Linked DNA regions of Mus musculus: regions 2, 3 and 4 are each linked to region 1. The links are chromatin contacts, called in public promoter capture Hi-C maps. All regions are on one chromosome and are shown on one strand. Each heading gives the region's core, a stretch centred on a gene start, on an enhancer-like site or on the middle of the called end of the contact. The rest is flanking DNA. Distances are from core to core; before and after follow the strand shown.

Region 1 (4,622 bases), core at 1,830-4,329:
GTCTGAGCTGGGAACCAATGTCAGATTCTGCTTCAGATCATGGTGAGTGTGTCCTTAAGGAACTCTAGAGACTGGTTAGCATTTCTTCAGCAGCTCATAAACACCTGTAACTCCAGCTCCTAGGGTCCAAGGCCTTTAGACGGCCTCCAAGGGTATTCACACACATGTGTGCATATACACACAGAGATAGACAGACAGATATCCTAAAAGTGTCCCCTTTAGAATGTGAATTTAAGAGACATGCAAGATCAACTAGGTGATCAGATGCCATTCCTGAAAGGTTTGGAAAGCTGTTTTCTTCTGACAACCACAAACTGATGCTCCATTTCTCATGAAACCCATGGGATACACACTGCAGCTGTGGACACTTGAAGATGACAGTTTCCCATGTGACCGTATCCTGCTGTGGTGGCAGTATTTTCCAGACAAGGATGTTGCTACAACCTGTAATCCCAGCACTCATCAGGAAGAAGCAGGAGGATCACCCAGCAGTTGGAGCCCAGCCTGGTCCACAGTGAGCACTAGGCCATCCCAGCTACACAGCAAGACCACGTCTCAGAACGCAACACATCCCAACCTGCCCTCCCCCATTCAGATGTATAATGCCTACACCTTTACAAGCGGTAAAGACCAAAATCCACCAAGCCTCCCTATCATCCTCACAGGAGTCATCCGTGCCTACACACGGCCTCATCCTAACTGTGGCCTCCACGCTCACCTTTTCTGGAAGACACCAGCACTGGCACAATCTCCTTGTCAAAGTGGCCAGCTTTCTGAGCATGCTCTGCCCTGTTCTGTGACAGAACTGCAACCTTGTCCTGGGCCTCTCTGCTCACTTGCCATTTTTTGGCTACGTTTTCAGCTGAGAAGAAGAAAAGGCAAAAACAGCAAATTCATGAGCTGGGCTTTGGTAGCTCGGGTTACTCACATTTAAACAAGAATTAACTTGTATACAGCTGGGCAGTGGTGGCACACGCCTTTAATCCCAGCACTTGGGAGGCAGAGGCAGGTGGATTTCTGAGTTCGAGGCCAGCCTGGTCTACAGAGTGAGTTCCAGGACAGCCAGGACTATACAGAGAAACCCTGTCTCGAAAAACAAAACAAAACAAAACAAAAGCCAGAAGCAGGGTACATGCACTTTCATTCCAAGATTTGGGAAGCAGAGGCAGGTGGATCTCTTGAGTCCAAGGCCAGCCCAGTCAACAGAATGAGTTCCATGACAGCCAGGCCTACACAGAGAAACCTTGTCTCAAAGAAACTAAACAAAACAGTAATTGGTCCCATGGTTGAGGACCCAGAGCTTGCGTGGCTGTTGCACTTCACTTTGAATCTCTAAGTGTGATGTTTTGGAAGAGCAAGGGCTGCCTGCTCTGTTACATTGCTCCTGTTTCCTCATAACCGCGGACAGTAAAGACATGAATACACTGGCAGAGTAGAGAATTATCTGCTCTTCTCAGGCAGTGCTGGCTTTCTTACATAAGTTGTATGTGCCAGGTTTGTACGGTGGTGGTGTTTTACGAGGTTATTGCTAGCTGGAAACTTGCTATGTATACCAGGCTAGCCAGAGCTCACTCACATGTGCCTCTGTCACTCTTATTCTAGGATATGGGTATCTATCACCATACCAGCTCAGGGCTCTATATTGAAAAGTTTCCATCTTTCCATTTAAAACTAATCAGCAAATCATGGGAATTATGTCATAAGAAAATACCTTTACTTACCAGACACGGTGGCACAGACCTTAGAGCCCAGCGCTTTAGAGACCTATCGGCCTTACCTGTGATGCCCATGTGGTAGTTGTGAAAGGCATCTGTCAGACCATCACAGAGTATGCTGTCAGCCAGTGGCACCTCACCCACCCTGACTCCTGTTCTCAGGTGAGTCAAGTGAGGAGCCTGGACACAGGGAGGAAGAACAGATTTAGGAGGGGTGTCACTTGTCTCTCAGGGTCCCACTCAGAGTCAGGAGGCTCTGCCTTGTACTTCCTCCTTCTTCATTACCCATCAGGCCTTCTCCCCATCCCCTGCTCTCCAGATCAGGACCTGAAACATCTTGGTGTTAGCAGACAATCCCACCTGCCTTCTCTTAGCCATCTATTCCTCTATCACCTGCCCATTTTTGTTTCTTGATCAAACCTGTCCATTCTGTGCCTTAATTCTTATGATTCTATTATATCCTTATAGATAGACAAGTATTACCTAACAGGATGGCATAGAAACCTAGCAACTCCTGTTCTACTTTCAAAAAGATGTTGGGGGTGGGGGGGCTGGATGAGTTTACATGTTCCATGGGAGTGTGTGCTAAAGAGACTAGAGGGTATTGGATGCCTTAGAGCTGGCAGTTGGGAGGCACAGGACATGGATGTTAGGACCTGAACTTGGGTCCTCTGCAAGAATGGCACAGGCTCTTCACCACTGACTTGTGTTACAGTAGTTAGCTCTCTCTGAGATCCACATGGGTGGAACTAATGAACTCGCCCAGGAGCTATATGGATTTCCTAATAAAAGACACATACACACACACACACACACACACACACACACACACACACACACACACACCAGTTAATTTTAATATGCCTGACTAATTCAAAGGCTGAGTAGTTCTTTTTTTTTAATTAATTAATTTATTTATTCTTTTTTTTTAATTAATTTATTTATTATATGTAAGCACACTGTAGCTGTTTTCAGACACTCCAGAAGAGGGCATCAGATTTTTTTGTTACGGATGGTTTCGAGCCATCATGTGGTTGCTGGGATTTGAACTCAGGACCTTTGGAAGAGCAGTCGGCGCTCTTAACCACTGAGCCATCTCTCCAGCCCCCAGGCTGAGCAGTTCTAATTGTCCACACAGCTAGCACACATTTTCCTCTGGTACTCCTGGCTCAACACCTTCTAAATCTATGTTTTATCTTTGCTGCCCTCTTACCTGCTGCTGGGCAGCCCCTCCCATAGGGCAGGCCACTATCCCTTCCACATACATTTTGGATGAATTTCCTTCTGCAGCTCTAAATCTGATCTGTCGTCTTTCCTCTCTCCCGGTTCCTAGCCCAGGCAAATTTCAAAAGTCCTGCCTTTGTTTATCTGACCAGCCATTAGGTCTTTATTGATTGATCAAAAACCAACTGGGGACAAGGACCTTCAGCATTTGAACACAAAGATTCCTGATTTTAGGGGCCGGATTAATTCAAAGCAGTAGAACCAATCCCCAACAGTCCTGTCGCTCCAGCACATTTAGCATCTGTTTTGGTAGGAGACAAAATGCCCACGCGGAGAATATTCAGGCTGTAAAATGCACTGAGAGGAGGGTTTCTGAGTAGAAGAGATTTTAACATTCAGCAATTCAAAGGCAGCCAGGATACAATGGAAAGATGAATGGACAAGGAGTCAAGACAGGTGAATTAATTATAGTACTATAAATGGGTATACTATGAATAAAATGATAATTGGGGGCTGGAGAGATAGATGGCTCTGCAGGTTAGAAGCTTCTACAGCTCTTCCAGAGGACCTTAGATCGTTTCCCAGCACCCAGGTCAGCTAGCTAACACCGGGAACTTGAGGCCTCTGGTCTCCAAGGGATACCTGTAGGTATGTACACATACACACACACACTTAAAAAGAAAAAAAAATGAAATGATACAATTAAACTCATAATTTTGTATATAAATTATTTTTAAGAAGCAAAGAAACAAAAACGAACATTTAAGTTGTGGCTCTGTTATTCCCACAGGAAATTGGGAATAACAGCACTGACTCCATATTGGATCTGGTGACCACGCACAACAGCCCTGGGTACTGGTATGTACATCTAACCAGAGGGACTCCGCTCACTTTGTGACCTCCAGCCTGCCTCCTCCTGAGCTCTGCAGAAGTTGAGCTCACTAGGTTTCTGACCAGTGGATTCCAAGGTCAGCCCTCCAGCATAGGAGGAAGATGCTGTTCCGCTGCAGTGCCAGCAAGACAGGGGGGCCGGGAGGAGGCTTTCAGTTTCTGAGACAAGGACTTGTATGTGACCCAGGCTGGTCTTGAGCATCAGGGCTCACGTGCTTCTCAGCCTCAGCTCCTGAACAGTTGGGCCTGCATGCTTCACCACAGGTGTCTTTTACGTGTTCTACCTACCCCCTAAGAGATCAGAAGTCTGACCCCTGGGGTCTGTCCTGACCAAGAACCATGACAAGAAGGAAAACTGGCAATGTGTGACTTGACTCTTCTTCACAGTGGGAAAACAAGTCCAAACTGACTCAGCCTGATTCCTGTCTCCCTCCAGTCTGGGATCTGAGGTAGTGGAAATCTGTCCTGAGGAGGCTTGCAGTGAAAGTTTTGGCTCCTTTAAAACCATTATAGAGCCGGGCTTGGTGGCGCACGCCTTTAATCCCAGCACTCGGGAGGCAGAGGCAGGCAGATTTCTGAGTTCGAGGCCAGCCTGGTCTACAGAGTGAGTTCCAGGACAGCCAGGGCTATACAGAGAAACCCTGTCTCAAAAAACAAAAACAAACAAACAAACAAAAAACAAACAAACAAAAAATAAGTTATATAATGTGAATTTTTTTTGTTTTAATTCTAGGTTTGGGATATGGAATTAAATTCAGTTTGCCCACAGCTGTTAACTATGATTGTCTTGCG
Region 2 (4,507 bases), core at 1,031-3,530, 2.5 Mb after region 1:
ATAACGACCAAGGCTTTGATATTTCACTTCTGACACACACGTCTTAAAGCCTTTGTTTATACATATAAAGAAAAGGCCACATAGTCAAAACCAATAAGCAGTTCTTCTGACCCAGAAAAGAACAGTATGAGGTCATCATCACAGTTCCAGATGTGCAGCCCTGGGGGCGGGGCACACAGATCCTGTCCAATGAGTGAATGAACAGGAGCGCAAATCTCTTTACACAACTGGCCGATTCACAGGCTGGAAATTTCCAGGAGTGGCTGCTACCCTCCACCTATGTGGCCACATTAAACGTGACACATTGGGAGTATTATCTAGCTTCAGGACCAGAGAATCCCATTTGAAATGTGGCACTGGCCACATTAGTTAAGGCCCAAAAAACTACATAGACATTGGGCCCTGGTTTGAGATTTGGAACTTTGAAGGACATTGCAACTTTATTGGCGGGGGGGGGGGGGGGGGGCTTATAATAGAAACAGAATCACAGTCCTGATTGTGAAGGTTGGGTTAGAAAAAGTTCTAGGGACCTGAGACAAAAAGGCCAGTTTGAGTGGCCTTGTGCTGGATTGATGTCAGACTCAATGGCTAGAGGTGAGTCTAGAAGCAGCTAGGGGCAGTGTGTGTGCAAGGACAGAGCTTCCTTGGCACCTTGCCCGTGTGGAAGAAAGTCCACAGGCCACCTGCTGCTACTGCTGTGTCACAGTTTGCTTATGTGCTCTTTTGTACAGTTGGTCCTTAATTGGAGCTTTTTGTTGTTGTTTTAAAGATGAAGCAATCTACTTTTTTGGTGACATGACTGGGCTTGTGTTTTGGGCCAGCACATTTTCCTAGTGGGGTTTTCCTAACTTTAATACTTTTCATCTCTACAACATATAAAGTAGAAAGGTGTTACTATTTCAAGATTAGAAAAAAAAATAGACAAAACTCTTCATGTTAGAAAAGGCTCAAAATGCTTATGTTCAAATTGGCAGTGTTCATCATGGGCATAGTCGCCACACGTTCACAACATGCAATAATAACATAACTTCGTGAATGTGAGCCGTCAGGGTCACTGCAGGGACTATGGCCTGGCAGATGGGGTGGGGTACACCCCACAGGTAGCCAACATCAAAGTCTAGGGCCGATTCAGTCACCCTGTGAACAAATGGCGCCTGAGTTGAAGCTTTGGCCTGCCCCTGGCTATCATTCAGCCCAGCTGGTGAGGAGAAATGTGTTACATTCCACTAAGAGCTGTAAACTTCATGAGACTCTTCACTCTCCCTCTTCTCAGGGTGACTGAGAGGGGCCTGCACACTAGGAAACCACAGGGGTGAGAGCTTCGATGGCAGGGGTGCTGAAGGTTGTGTTCATCTGGACACCTGTTTGGGTTGTCACCCTCACACTTTAGGGGTCATTAGGCAGTGCATGCTAAAGCCATCACTTCCAGGTACCAAAGAAAGCCCAGAGCAAGACTTACAGAAAAGCGTGGTGGTGGTGTTGAGACAGGATCTCACTATGTGGCATTATCCTGCCTGGGACTCACAGAGATCCACCTGCCTGAGAGTCCTGAGTTCCACCATGCCCAACCAAAAAAGGGTTGTTTTTAAGATGTGGAAACTCTGTTTCCTTCAAGGCTAGTTCTGCTCCAAGCCCCTTCCCAACCCCCCGTGTCTGTCAGAGGCAGGAAGTGGCCAGCTACACTGTGGGGTTGGGGCACTTGTGTGCTCAGCCCTGGAAAAGCCACACGTCGCTTTTTCTGTGCTTGGCAGGAAGTCCTCTGAGAGCCATCTGCATATGAATTTCCATTTCCAAAGTCATTAGCAGTAATAAACATCTAGATGTCCTGCAGATGGTCAGAACTGGCACCAAGAGAAACAATTTTGACAGTTTCCTTCTACTAATAGCAATGCCTCCTAATTAATTGCTTCCACTCTAATGGAATAATTATAGAGCAAAATTTAATGACAGGTGGTCACAACTGAAAAATGTTCTGTCTTCCAGTACAGCTCAGCAATTCGTCTTTATGTGTGCTTAGAGCCATGCCGCTTCTTTGAGTTGGTGTGTGGAGACATTTCTTCTTACTCTGGTGTTCATCTCTGTTTGGTACAGGGGGCAGACAGCATGAGCGTAACCACTGGAGAAGATACTAGATGCTGTACAGGTAAAGTACTTCCCAGCCTCTCAGTGAACCAGTAGATGTTCTGTCTTTAAAGCTGAGGGCCAAGTGGTTAATATGTCACATGGGCCAGCTTCCCGATTGGGATCTACCAACCTAATCGAAGATGTTTGCTTCTTCCAGAAGAGTGTGGAAACAGGATCAATGTCCAGACTCTGCCCTCCGGTCTCAGCAACAAGGACAGCAACTGGGGCAACCCTTTAAAGGAAGGAAAATTGCTTTTCAGAGGTTTCTCCTACACAAACTATAAAAATATCCCATTGGTTTGTTTCAGAGGTTGCTCCTGACTCCATGATCCAGAACACTTGACACTATCATTGAGAATGCTCTCCTGACCTTAGCAGGAGTCTAACTCCAAACATTTTCTTACTATTAAATTGTGAAAATGTTTCCTCAAGTCATTAGTCTTTGAACTCATGATGTCTTCTTATTTTCCTGTTACTGTGAAAAGGCACTGTGAACAAAGCAACTTACAGAAGAGAGCATTTGATTTGGGTCTTAGAGTTCCATAGGGTGGTAGAGCCTCGGACCATCATGTTGGGGTATGTGACAGGAGCCAGGCGAGGACGAGCCAACTGGGAATGGCTCAGGGTTTTGAAACTTCAAAGCCCACCCCCCAAGTGACACACCTCCATCAGCAAAGCCACACCTCCTCCAGTAAGGCCACTCCTCCTAGTCCTTCCCACCAACTGGAGACCAAGCTTTCAAACATACTAGCTTATGGGGCCATTCTCATTCAGACCACCAACCATGATATCTAATAGCTATGCAATCTGTCAGAAATTACTTTTTCATTAGAAAATCTAACAAAAGTAAGTATTCATCTATTTTTTTTTCTTGATCCACAAAGTATTTGGATAGAAAAAAAAAAGCAACTAAATAAATTCTTGCTCTCTTGTGGGCGAGTTGGTTCTGCTTGGAGGAAACCTGGCTCAGCGGTTAAGAACAGGGTCTGCTCTTCCAGATTCCCCTCACCCACACGGTGGCTCACAACTAACTGTCTGAAACTCCAGTTCCAGGGGATCGAAAGCCTCTTCTGGCCTCTGTGAGAGGCAGACACACAGTGATGCCCAGACATGCACACAGGCAAAACACCCATAAAGATGAAATAAATAAGTTTAAAAAAAAAAAGAATTTTTTTTTTTAAAAGAAGCATAGTGGGTTAAGCTTAAAAAGTAAGATCCTCTTTGAGGTTCTTATCCATCTCCACTGGGGATCCAAGAGTATCTGTGCCTGTCCAGGGCCCTTATGGCCCTGCCGTATCTCTGGGGACACTGAGTTCCGTCAGGAGATGCAAGCACTTTGGTCACTGGAAGATGTATCCTTTCAGTGCTCCTGTCTAAGATTTTAATAACGCTTCTAAAAATGTACCTTGTCACCTTTACGCTGACAGTTTTCCAGACCACTGGCTCAACCATGCTGTGCAGAGAGAGGCCTTGCGTTTCTCCTTGAGATTCTTGTGTTTACCAGAAAGGTATCTCGCCTGCATTTGAACATGGTTGTATTTGTTCAGCTTCCTTCTGCTCCTGCAGGACTTAAGCATAGTGTGTCTGCAGAGCTTGTAGCTGCCATGACTTTGCTGCCTAGTTTGGCTCTTCTGGTCCTTCCCTCGAATACCGTCCTCTTCAAACACTGCTGCCGTTAGAAATCCTGTTTCCTTGCTGTCTACTTGTGTAACTTTTAATTCAGATTCTGATCTCTTAAGTTGAAAGTCTATTTCTATGAAAGTTGTTTTCCGTCATGGAAACTGCATCCTGACACTTGTCAATAAAATGCATGAGTACGTCAGTCACAAGTTTAAATAGGCCACTGTGTTGATGGAATATTTATCACCTTTAGAGCTTTCCCAGTGACAGCATTGCTTACGCTGTTTCCCAGTCAAGTCTTGGGATAGAATTTCCACATATACAATAAAATAAAAATACATTTTTAAACTCATACTTCACTTTTTTTTTCTTTAAGACAAAGTCCTGTTCTGTGGCCCAGACAGCCCTCTGCATGATATCTGCCTTTTATGTCAAGCCTTTTTCAGCAGGCGTATCCCATTAGAGAAAAATAATGTTGAGTCCAGAATCCTATAATCAGTGTTCCTAGAGTAGGGGAAAAAATCAACACAATTTCAGGAATCAAAAATTTGACCCATATATCCTTTCTAAGAGGAAATGGGTGTGCTCAGCTTGAAGCTCCATCCCATGGAACGCAGAGACTGTATGACCCAGCATTGGGCAAAGAAATCTGTGAAATTTGCAGGTGCCACTAAGCAGTTCTGAACTGTAAAAGCAAATAAACCGGCAAGCAATAGACTGACTGTTACAAGGAAAGTGACAGGCCTCTGAGTAAGACAAAGAA
Region 3 (4,959 bases), core at 2,048-4,547, 2.7 Mb before region 1:
CTTCTCTGTAGAATTTAACCAAACACACACACGTCAGATTACAGTGTTTGTCTCTGCCGTGCTTCCTGTGTAGTTGTCTAGGCTGTTCTGGAACTGCGTAAGGGGAAAGCTACCCAAGTTGAGCTCTTCAAGACACTGAAGAGGGGGTGGTGTGTATGTGTGTGTCACAGACAGGATGGGACTGCAAGACCTAGAGAGGCCGACTTAACTCTAATAGGAGCAGCTAGCTAAACAACACAGGAGAAATATCAGCTATGAACTCTATGAGACCAAAACTGGCCTGTTCACAGAAATTTAGGCAAAAGACTCAACAAAGAATCAAACTGGTCTCTCAAGGTGCATCATTACAGTAAATTTCTTGACTCTTTATGCTGTGAGCAGAGAGTGATTATTTTGGAGCAGGAAAAATAAAGTGTGGAATTAGTATTGCAGATGCTGAAAGGCCAGTGGCATGACTAGGAGAAATGACTGACAGATGCTAGCCTGCTCCCATCTCCACTGGCACTTACCCTCCATGGTAAAAGGCCAAGGACCCAAAGCCATTTTAGCAGAGGTGTGCACAACTGTCAGCTGACAAACAACATAGAAAACAAGTCACACTATGTTATCTCTGATCACGTTCTTCAGTGTTAGTCCAGGAACTCAAGACTTTATTTATCCCTGTTTGTTTTCATTAAACACGGAAAGGTTAATAAACAAACATAGTCCAGAGTTAGTAGGTTGGTATTATAACATTTATTAAAATAATGCTATGGGTTAATAGAAACAGCAAAGAACCAAAGAACTAAAATGCAAGCTATGTAAAATCCCAACTAAAACCCAGAAGTGTCTAATGTATTCATTCATCAGCTAACTAAAAGCCCAAGAAAGACAAGACACCCAATATAATAAAGTACTGCAAAACAATTGGCAATTTTCAGTTATCAAAATTGTGGATTTTGCATTTTGTATCCTTTTCTCAATCAAGAAAAAAATTCTTTTGAATGTTATATAACATACATATAAAACAAGATAGAAAAATACATTATAAACTTGTAACAATGGCTGTAAATACATTATCTTACATGTTTCTCATAGGCAATAGGTTGGTTATGGTACATACACAGCATGAAACTACTAAGATAATAAAGAATAGACAAAAAATACATGTCAGCTGTATGGTAACATACAAGCGACACTCCCATCTACCCACGCTAAAAATTACATAATACTGTCAGGAAAAAAGTCTTACTTTTAAACTACATACTTTAATAAGAAAAAAAAATTCAATAGAGTGATAATACTGAGAACCAAGGCATTCAGAGATTCCAAAAGTCATGCTTTTTTTCAGTTGACTCAAAACACTGTCAACTAAGTTTTCAAAAGTTTGTTCAGAGCCAGCATTACTCATAAACGTCACACGTCTACTGTTTTACACATTTGCTTTCTTCCCCATAAAAGACCTTTGATAAACATCTAAATTGTCCAGGTATAACACAGCTGAGATGAGACTGGATCAAATACTGGTACTGTTTGTTTGTTTTTTTTAAAACTATCACCTCAAGTGTTCTGAGTGTCGCATATTTATTCAACCAACCAACCAAAATAAAAATCAAAATGGCACAGCATATATTGTAAATAAATCAAAACCATATGTGTAACAGAAAGACAAAGCAGTGGTACATTAAATCAAAGCTAGCTGAGTACAAAACAAGGACTGTCTATTGCATAGTAAATAAACTGAAAATGGTTCCAAGTGAGACAGAATAATGGAGAGGTCACCATGAAGGTGACCAATGAGCTTCCTGCTGACCTTGACTGTGAAGCCATGAGGGTATGGAAGAGGGCATGAGTTGATGAGCCAGGAGTCCACAATCACTTGAGATTTGCCACATCTGGTACTGAGCGGTTAATGACTTATTAACGCAAGTGTTTAGATGCAGGCTTTGCACACGGACTGCTTCAACTACAAAACTGTTTGACTTTCAAGAGAGAAACTGGAGAGGAGAAAGAATGGAGCAGAGCAGTCACTGAACACTGTGATGCGGGCTTTCCACGCTCCTTTAGAGTTAAAAAGTTTAGGAGCAGTTACTAAAGCCAGCAGAGATGGACTACATAAGATATCTGATTAGATTTATGTTACTTAACACTTTTTCAACAATAAAAAATTTCAAAGATTCATTTTTGTGAAAAAGTTTTTTAGGCATTACAATTATTTCTAATTGGTAAGGAAAAATTCCATTGTATCCCTCTTCTCCAAATAAAATAAAGCTCTAATTTAATTTTGTCTGCAAACTGATGTTCAGATCTTACATAATTTTTTTCTAAACCTCAGAATCTTTGGGCTAACACTGAAGACGGTAATAACCAAAAGTACTAATTATGATTTGTAAAAGAATGACATTTTAAAATTTACTAGTCAGACATTAGAAAAGCTATCAAATTTTTTCACAGTATCAGATTTGGCAAACTGGCATCAAGATAATGTGACACAAATCTTATAATTTAGACCATCAACTCATTTGTCTCCTCTCATATCTCCTTTCACATACTGGGCGACTGAGGAACATGCAGTAACTTTATTCTGAGGGAGGAGCTGATCTTACAGGACACTTGACTAAATGACCATGAAGAAAAATAAGGCACTTTCTTTTTCATTAGACTTATTCCAATACTTAAAAAATAAAAAAGAAAGACAAAAAGGCTCTTTTGGTCTTTTGTTTCTTGACAACCACCAGAAAAAATCATTTAATGAAATAAAGGGTTTCTTTGTTCTTTTTCTTTTTTTTTATAACACTTGAAAGTATAAAATGCTACATTTCCAAAAATATATATATTTTTTTCTGCACCAGCACCCTTGTATAGTAAAAGTATCTACTTTTTTGTTCATTTGTTTCAATGCACTACACTTTATCTACAATTTCATTACATGTATACAGCAAATAGGCAAGCATGGCTTTTACATCCTTAATGATATTTTCTATACAGGGAGGTTTAAAAAAAATATTTGAACAGTTTGCCCAGTAATGTGACACATAATGCATGTACCTTGTTCTCATATAATTTTTAAGGTGGTGTAAAATAAAGATTTGGAAATTTTAACTCAGATACTCAACTTTTTAAAAAATAGTGTTGTAGTTTTGTTCTTTGCATTTCTTTTCAAAACTCCTTGTTAAGTTTTTCTCTCATGGCACACTTTGTTCTAATACTTCAAATTTTGGCAGGCAATATAAAAAGGCTGCAATGTCTGCCCTTTGAGGGCACTGTAGTGACTAAACAAACAGCATGTCAAATTTTGAATACTTTTGAAGTCACTTCCCCAACGACATCCCTGACCGAAGGTTCATGCATGATGCATTGTCACACAGTACATTCAGAGAGAGCTTTGACTTCGCTAGGAGAAGAAAAAAATTCCTACAAGTCTCTCACAGTAACTGCCTCTGTCACTGAGTAGTTAGGGCCATCTGTCTCCCCTTCTTAAGAGAGGCCTTCTTACCGTTCGCTTGGGGTGGGGCATTGAGAGATGATCAGTGCTGTGGGATGAATCGGGCCTTATTGCTTTACTACTATTCAGTGCAGGTTCTAGAACCACTTTCACCCAAACAGGGGGGGAAAAGCTGAGTTGGAGGACAATTTCTTTGTCTTTTGTTTGGTTAGATGGTAAGACGAACGGACAAGTGCCTCAGCTCGCTGCACTGACGACAGGCAAGCAAAGGCGATTACCAGTTAACTGATCAGCAGGCAGGCATGGTCAGGTCATCATTGGGTGAAGAGTTCAGAGGTCAGAAGGTCATAGGTTAGTTGCCGGTGGCGGCTGGGTGGTTAGAAACAAAAAACAAAACAAAAAAAGAAAAGAAAAGATAGAGAAGAGATTAGTTTCAGCTAGTGACAGCTTAATGACAACATGAAAACTAATCACAACTAATAAAAAAAAGGCATGTTGAATTCTGACAAACTGATTGACACCATCTACAGAATACAATAAAAATCATGACAATTTCATATCATGATTTGAACAAATGAAGAAGAGCCCACTCCCACAAAAAATAATTTGAAAAACCCGACTTGTTAAAAGAAAAAAATAGAAATAAAATACAGCTAACAACTAATAGTTAGTAGCAGTCAATGAAGGAAATTGGAAACAATGATGAACAGGTTTGGTATAAAGAATTCTGAACAGTCAGTGCAGTTATAAGTATCTGACTGCTATTAAGCATTAGTATTCTCTCAGATGCAAGCAATAAAGCAACTATTAATGATGGATGTGATTATTAATAACTGATGATTAACAGAAATGGATCTAAAGAAATTTAAATTGCTATGAACAATTTGGTTCAACATAAACTCTGGGCCAAACAAAGTTTCTTTTGTTCAATAAATGTTTATTGCTTTTTCAATTATTCTATTTACAAACAACATGGAATTTCTTGGCCTCATGATACAAAGCAATACTGTAGTCTAGCAGTGTAGGCAACATCATGGGAACCAGAAAAAAGGCCAGGCCTTTTGCACCAGCCAACATTTTCCAGTTGAAAATACTAATTTACACATATAGAACACTTATAAAATGCACTTGCATGTAAACACTGTAAAATCCTGCCATTTAAAACTCTATACCTCAAAGAACTCTAAGTACATAAAAAATAGAAGAAATTTCTAACTGATACCAAGAAGGCATTTTTAAAACTACAAACAGCTTTCTTTATTCAATTTCAAAGCTAATACTCTGCAAATACAATAAAATCTGACATTTCATATACATTCCTGCTTTATATTTTTATATTTTAAAAGAAGCCACCTGTAAATACTATTTTCTTTTGCAAAGTAACAAAAAAGAACAAAAAAAAATTTAAAAAATTACAGTAAAACATAAAGTAGTTCTCAAGTGGAAAAGTTATCACTCCAAAGTCCTTGAGTAGCTCCTTCTTTAATCAACCTCTCACATTCTACTTCATCAAACTTGGTCCACTTAACAGTAGT
Region 4 (4,331 bases), core at 1,182-3,681, 2.1 Mb after region 1:
GAGCATTGCGTTCACCTGAAGGCTCGGCCTTCCGTTCATTTAATTCTGTATTGATGAAAGGCATGAACAATCACAGTCTAAAAATCTTGTCCATCTTCATGAGGGAAGATTGGGGTTGTATTGTGTGAATTAATCTCTTGGGGGAAGACATCATCGTGGCCAGTGGTGGTGACAGGAGAATGAGGGAGGGACCAAGGTCACCATTAACCAACCACCAATCACCATACTGCTGATGGGGGAGGGGAACCCTTTGTCTAAAGGGACTGGACTGAGCTTTGCAGAGAAGGAGGGGCGCAGGCTTGCAGTGGAGACTGGCTTCTAACCACCCACTCTCCCCAGCTGCAGGCTGAATTCACACCTTGACACCACAGCCAGTCTGCCAACACTGCTGCCAAAGCATGGCGCCCGCCCGTGTGGGATTGGCTTTTAGGGACTAACAAAGAAAATTCCTTACATCGGATAAAAGGGAGTGTCTGTGGTTTGTTTTATAGCCCTACTAAAACATTTTAATGAAACTAAATCACTGTGGTACCGCCAGAGTTTGGGCTTTAGAGGGCCTGGAACCAGTTTTCCTATGGGCTGTGTCTGAATTGTAGAGTGTCCATGTGAATTGACTGGGGCCAATTAAGATAAGTCTTTGATTGCATCAGAAGTTCTCCAAATGGATGGATACAGGATGTCCCCTTGACACATAATTAATTAATTGAAAATGAAATATGCTCAGTTCAAAAAAGCTACCCATAAAGTGAAGTCCTGTGCCAGCCAATGATTAGAGTTTGGGGATCCTTATAAGCATAGACTTGCCATTATAAATATTAAATGCTACCTTTACAGAAAGCTTACATAGTTTCAAAGCCTTTTGCTCAGGACTTTGAATACCCCCCAAGACAATGTTATTAATTCCATTTAGGAGGACGGTAGAAAACTTAGTTGAGAAAACCTGGAACTCACTCCCCTGTGAAGGAGGCAGGGATGGCTGGTCCTCAGCTGCTTAGTGGTCACTCTCACTGACAGTTCCTCTGAGTCCCAGAAATGCAATCTGTAATCTCAAAACCTTTCCAGCAGCTTGGCAGGGAGACAGAAATAGCCCAGCAAAATGCAAGATCAGCAAGAAAGCACTACAGTCCACAGACTGGGAGTGGAGGGCTGTGATGCTAAGGCCAGTCCTTAGGTTATGAGGTCCAGGAAATCCCAGTCAGAGCAGAGGGTAGGGGCTGCAGGTGATGCAGGGATAGTGGGCACAGGGGCCTCCAATCTCTCTGTTTCACTCTTAATTAACAAGCTTAGGACCTCCCTCATGTCTCAGCATGTAAAATTCTCATAGTATTGAATTTATTTAGATATAAGCCTTTTCCCACAAGCTGTGGCTCCTCACTTCCCACTTAAGACATTATTTTCCATGGTCCCATGCTAACCCATCCTCAGGAGCCTCTATGTTAGTTGCCAGTCTTGTTGGAGTCAAAATCCTGACTATCCATCTGGACCTGGGCAGTTCACACTTTTGGCTCTGTTTTTGTTATTTGCTTGCTTGCTTATTTTTCCTGTATTACCTTAAATGGTAGAAAAGCTAATAGTTTTGTTTTCTTCTTTAGTTGGACCCATCTTGTCCATGTCCTGGATGAGGTTTGGACCTAAGTTAGTGGCTGAGGGGTCTGCTAAATCAATGGAAACATTGCATTGTGTTTATATATTGATCTTCAGCTGCCGTGAGCTGTGTTAGTCAGTGGTGGGAACAGGAGGTGTGAAGCCACACCTTAGGGGTCCTCCACGAGGTGTGATACTCACAGGCTGACAAATGGTGGGAATATTGCTTCCCTTAAGTTCTGGTCATGTCCAGATGGTGCTAAATATCCGGTGCAACACCTCACATCCCTCCACCCCCTTTAAGCTCTGCTGTGCTAAGTCCCGTGCCTGAAGTCCCCAGTGCTTTCAAGTCCTGTGCCTGAATATCCTTGTGTTTTTCCAAGTGAAGTATCTCTAAGACCCAGGACCTGAGATTTCAAAACCATTCAGGAATCTGTTCTTATCATGCTTGTGATATTCTATGTGTCACCCTGAATCAGCCAGTCTACCCCAGTCCTGTGCCATCACACCCAACTTCATGAGTTTTTTATTTTTGGCAAAGGACCCCTTTAAGAGCTGCCAGGAAGAACAGCGTTCATGGCTACCCACAGGCCCAGGGCCGTGCTCCAATGCCAGAACTGTGCAGGCCAGACTTGCTGAGTCTGCAGTTACGGCGTCTGTGCTTTTATCTCTTTTTCCACTGCTTCCCCTTCTCCGTTTTGGAACCTACGGGATAATATGCTCTGGTCCCTTAAGGATGTAGAGGAAGGAACCATTTCCATATCCACTTGACTCAAGTTACCACAGTCAGCTGCTGGCTGAGCAAACTGACCTCAGATGAGTCACAATCTAGCTCACACAAGGTCAAAGTTCAGCCAGACTCTGAAAGTCCATTTGAGAGGTTGATGTCTGTGCTCAAGATGCCAGTGTAAGAAGGGTGGGGGACGGTGCTTGGTTCCAGCAATTCCCAGGACTTAACTCCATTCAGGAGACCACAGTGAGACCATGAGGGCCCAGCCGGGATGGGTGGCCAAGGGACAAGGCAAGAGCTGATAGGGATCAGGCAAGGTGCAGGGCTACTAAATGGGGCCCTGAAAGGCTGCTAGGCTTCCAAAGCCAGGGTGCTTCAAGCCTAAAGGGGTGTGTGTGAAATCTGGCCTCTGAGTAAAGCTGTAGGATGATAAACTAAGTCACAGAGGCCACAGGAGGGACCCAGGCAAGTGCCATTGTGACTGGAATGACAGGAGCAGAGTTACCTGTGAGCTACCTCTGTGATCCACTCATGTCACCACCACCACCCCAACCCCCCCCCCCCCATTGCATGTTACCTAGACGTGTTACCAAAATTGATCTCCCAGTCACCAGAGAAGTGAAGGACAGGGGGACAAGTAAGGGTATCAGGCTGTGGTCCAACAGGGTGTAACCTACACACTGGGGCTGTGTCAACATAAGGACACAGGTCACATCAAGGGACACTATTAGGTCACCAGGTCAGCACAGAAACCCAGTCTTCCACTCGGCATTATTGCAAGTTTCCATAATCCAAGTTTGATTCCTCCACACTCATCTTTTCCTGTCTGGCTCCTTGCTGGTTCCAGGAAAACTGTGGGCAGGTTGCAAATGTCTGAGTTGAAACAGCTCTTCCAGGGGGAGGATGCAACAGAGACTGACAGTAGGGCAAAGATATCTGCTTTGCCATCCTGCAAAAAGCTGCAGATTCCACCTGCCCTGACTAGGCTGGCTTCCAGAGCAAGCAGGCTGATCTCAGCCACAGTATTTCCACATGCCTGACACCCTGCAAACCATGGAATGATGCCTGAGTACACCAAGCAAAGGCAGCATCCGGAAGCTCCTGACTTCCTGGTGTCCTGGGGACTGTTGGTAAGGAAGCCAGCTGAGGAGCTGCTGCAGGAAGCAGCTCAAATCAGGGATCGTAGCAATTGCTTAGGAAGTGGCTTTCATCATCATGAGTCGCAAAGTAGAGACAGTAAGGAGGAAATGGAAAGTCGTTTGGTAGGGAAAATCACTCCATAGTGTTTGAAGGTCACTCCTGTAAATGCTATATGAAATTGAAGTTATTGTTCATAGCACCTCAATGAGTGGGCCATAAAGTCAAAGAGAGTTGAGTTTGTCTTCCCGGAAAATAATATTTGTTAATGAGGCTGCAAGTTTGACAGAAAGTGTTCAAAGTTTAAACTATAATTTTATACTCCAGAATTTAAATATTAAGTCTATATTGTTAAATGAGATGTAATTTACATAGATGAGAAATCAAGAACACCAGAGCATGTAATATACAGTTTGCTTTCTATTCACACCCTCCTCAGAGTAAGGAATTATTTCTAATTGATTTCCAGGATCTTTATATAATAAGGATGAGAATCATAACTAAGTTTCCAATGCATCTACAATCAGTTTATCTACACTCCTGTTCATCCTGTCTTACACAAATGGTAGCAGATTATATAAACTATACCACACCATAGTGCTTCGATAAACAATATATATTGGAGAGTCTTCCACACAAAGAGCATCTCCAATATTTTTTTTAGTAGCTGCATAACATTTGGAAGTTTTGTGTTTGTTTTTGCTTTGTTTTGAGTCTCACTATGTAGCCCTGGCTGACCTAGAACTCTCTGTAGACCAGGTTGGTTTGAACTCACAGAGCTCCATCTGCCTCTGTCATGATTAAAGGTATACACTGCCATGCCCTGATGCTTCATATAACTTTAACATTACACTATTTGCTTATTAATGAAAACCAACTT

The links. Promoter capture Hi-C pulls out the DNA fragments that hold promoters and counts their contacts. Capture Hi-C pulls out chosen DNA fragments and counts their contacts.
Region 2: a contact with region 1 is called in a promoter capture Hi-C map of liver, with 4 times the contacts expected there. The contact joins two enhancer-like sites. A contact is called at or near these places in 6 of 39 promoter capture datasets (the 3T3-L1 cell line, the C10 cell line, hippocampal neurons and 2 more) and 1 of 115 datasets of contacts at active chromatin or transcription factors (large pre-B cells).
Region 3: a promoter capture Hi-C map of liver shows a contact between it and region 1, with 5 times the contacts expected there. The contact joins two enhancer-like sites. A contact is called at or near these places in 1 of 39 promoter capture datasets (liver), 2 of 115 datasets of contacts at active chromatin or transcription factors (embryonic stem cells and large pre-B cells) and 1 of 9 other capture datasets (liver).
Region 4: a promoter capture Hi-C map of liver shows a contact between it and region 1, with 2.3 times the contacts expected there. The contact joins two enhancer-like sites. A contact is called at or near these places in 1 of 39 promoter capture datasets (liver) and 1 of 115 datasets of contacts at active chromatin or transcription factors (large pre-B cells).

Annotation. Positions count from the first base shown.
Region 1 is chr17:12,927,777-12,932,398 of GRCm38.p6, forward strand. Acat3 (acetyl-Coenzyme A acetyltransferase 3) reads right to left here. Exons shown (of 9, transcript NM_153151.3): 4 at 1,778-1,895; 5 at 719-862. Among named protein-coding and RNA genes, the nearest start is that of Snora20, 7.2 kb to the left of the region's middle. Within about 2 kb of position 3,080, at least 4 of the 459 cell types and tissues checked have an H3K27ac peak or open chromatin away from gene starts, as enhancers often do. A contact at or near this core is called in liver, where this site is marked.
Region 2 is chr17:15,429,486-15,433,992 of GRCm38.p6, forward strand. Fam120b (family with sequence similarity 120, member B) reads left to right here. Exons shown (of 11, transcript NM_024203.3): 10 at 2,092-2,143; 11 at 2,282-4,096. The coding sequence ends at 2,132. It overlaps Gm49668 (a long non-coding RNA gene), which reads right to left. Exons shown (of 3, transcript XR_003952352.1): 2 at 2,255-2,356. Among named protein-coding and RNA genes, the nearest start is that of Gm49668, 4.4 kb to the right of the region's middle. Within about 2 kb of position 2,281, at least 71 of the 459 cell types and tissues checked have an H3K27ac peak or open chromatin away from gene starts, as enhancers often do. A contact at or near this core is called in liver, where this site is marked.
Region 3 is chr17:10,205,839-10,210,797 of GRCm38.p6, forward strand. Qk (quaking) reads right to left here. Exons shown (of 8, transcript NM_001159517.1): 8 at 633-3,793. The coding sequence ends at 3,777. Among named protein-coding and RNA genes, the nearest start is that of Gm34972, 62 kb to the left of the region's middle. Within about 2 kb of position 3,298, at least 16 of the 459 cell types and tissues checked have an H3K27ac peak or open chromatin away from gene starts, as enhancers often do. A contact at or near this core is called in liver, where this site is marked.
Region 4 is chr17:15,066,005-15,070,335 of GRCm38.p6, forward strand. It overlaps a transcript of Ermard not described here. Among named protein-coding and RNA genes, the nearest start is that of Gm35343, 12 kb to the left of the region's middle. Within about 2 kb of position 2,432, at least 53 of the 459 cell types and tissues checked have an H3K27ac peak or open chromatin away from gene starts, as enhancers often do. A contact at or near this core is called in liver, where this site is marked.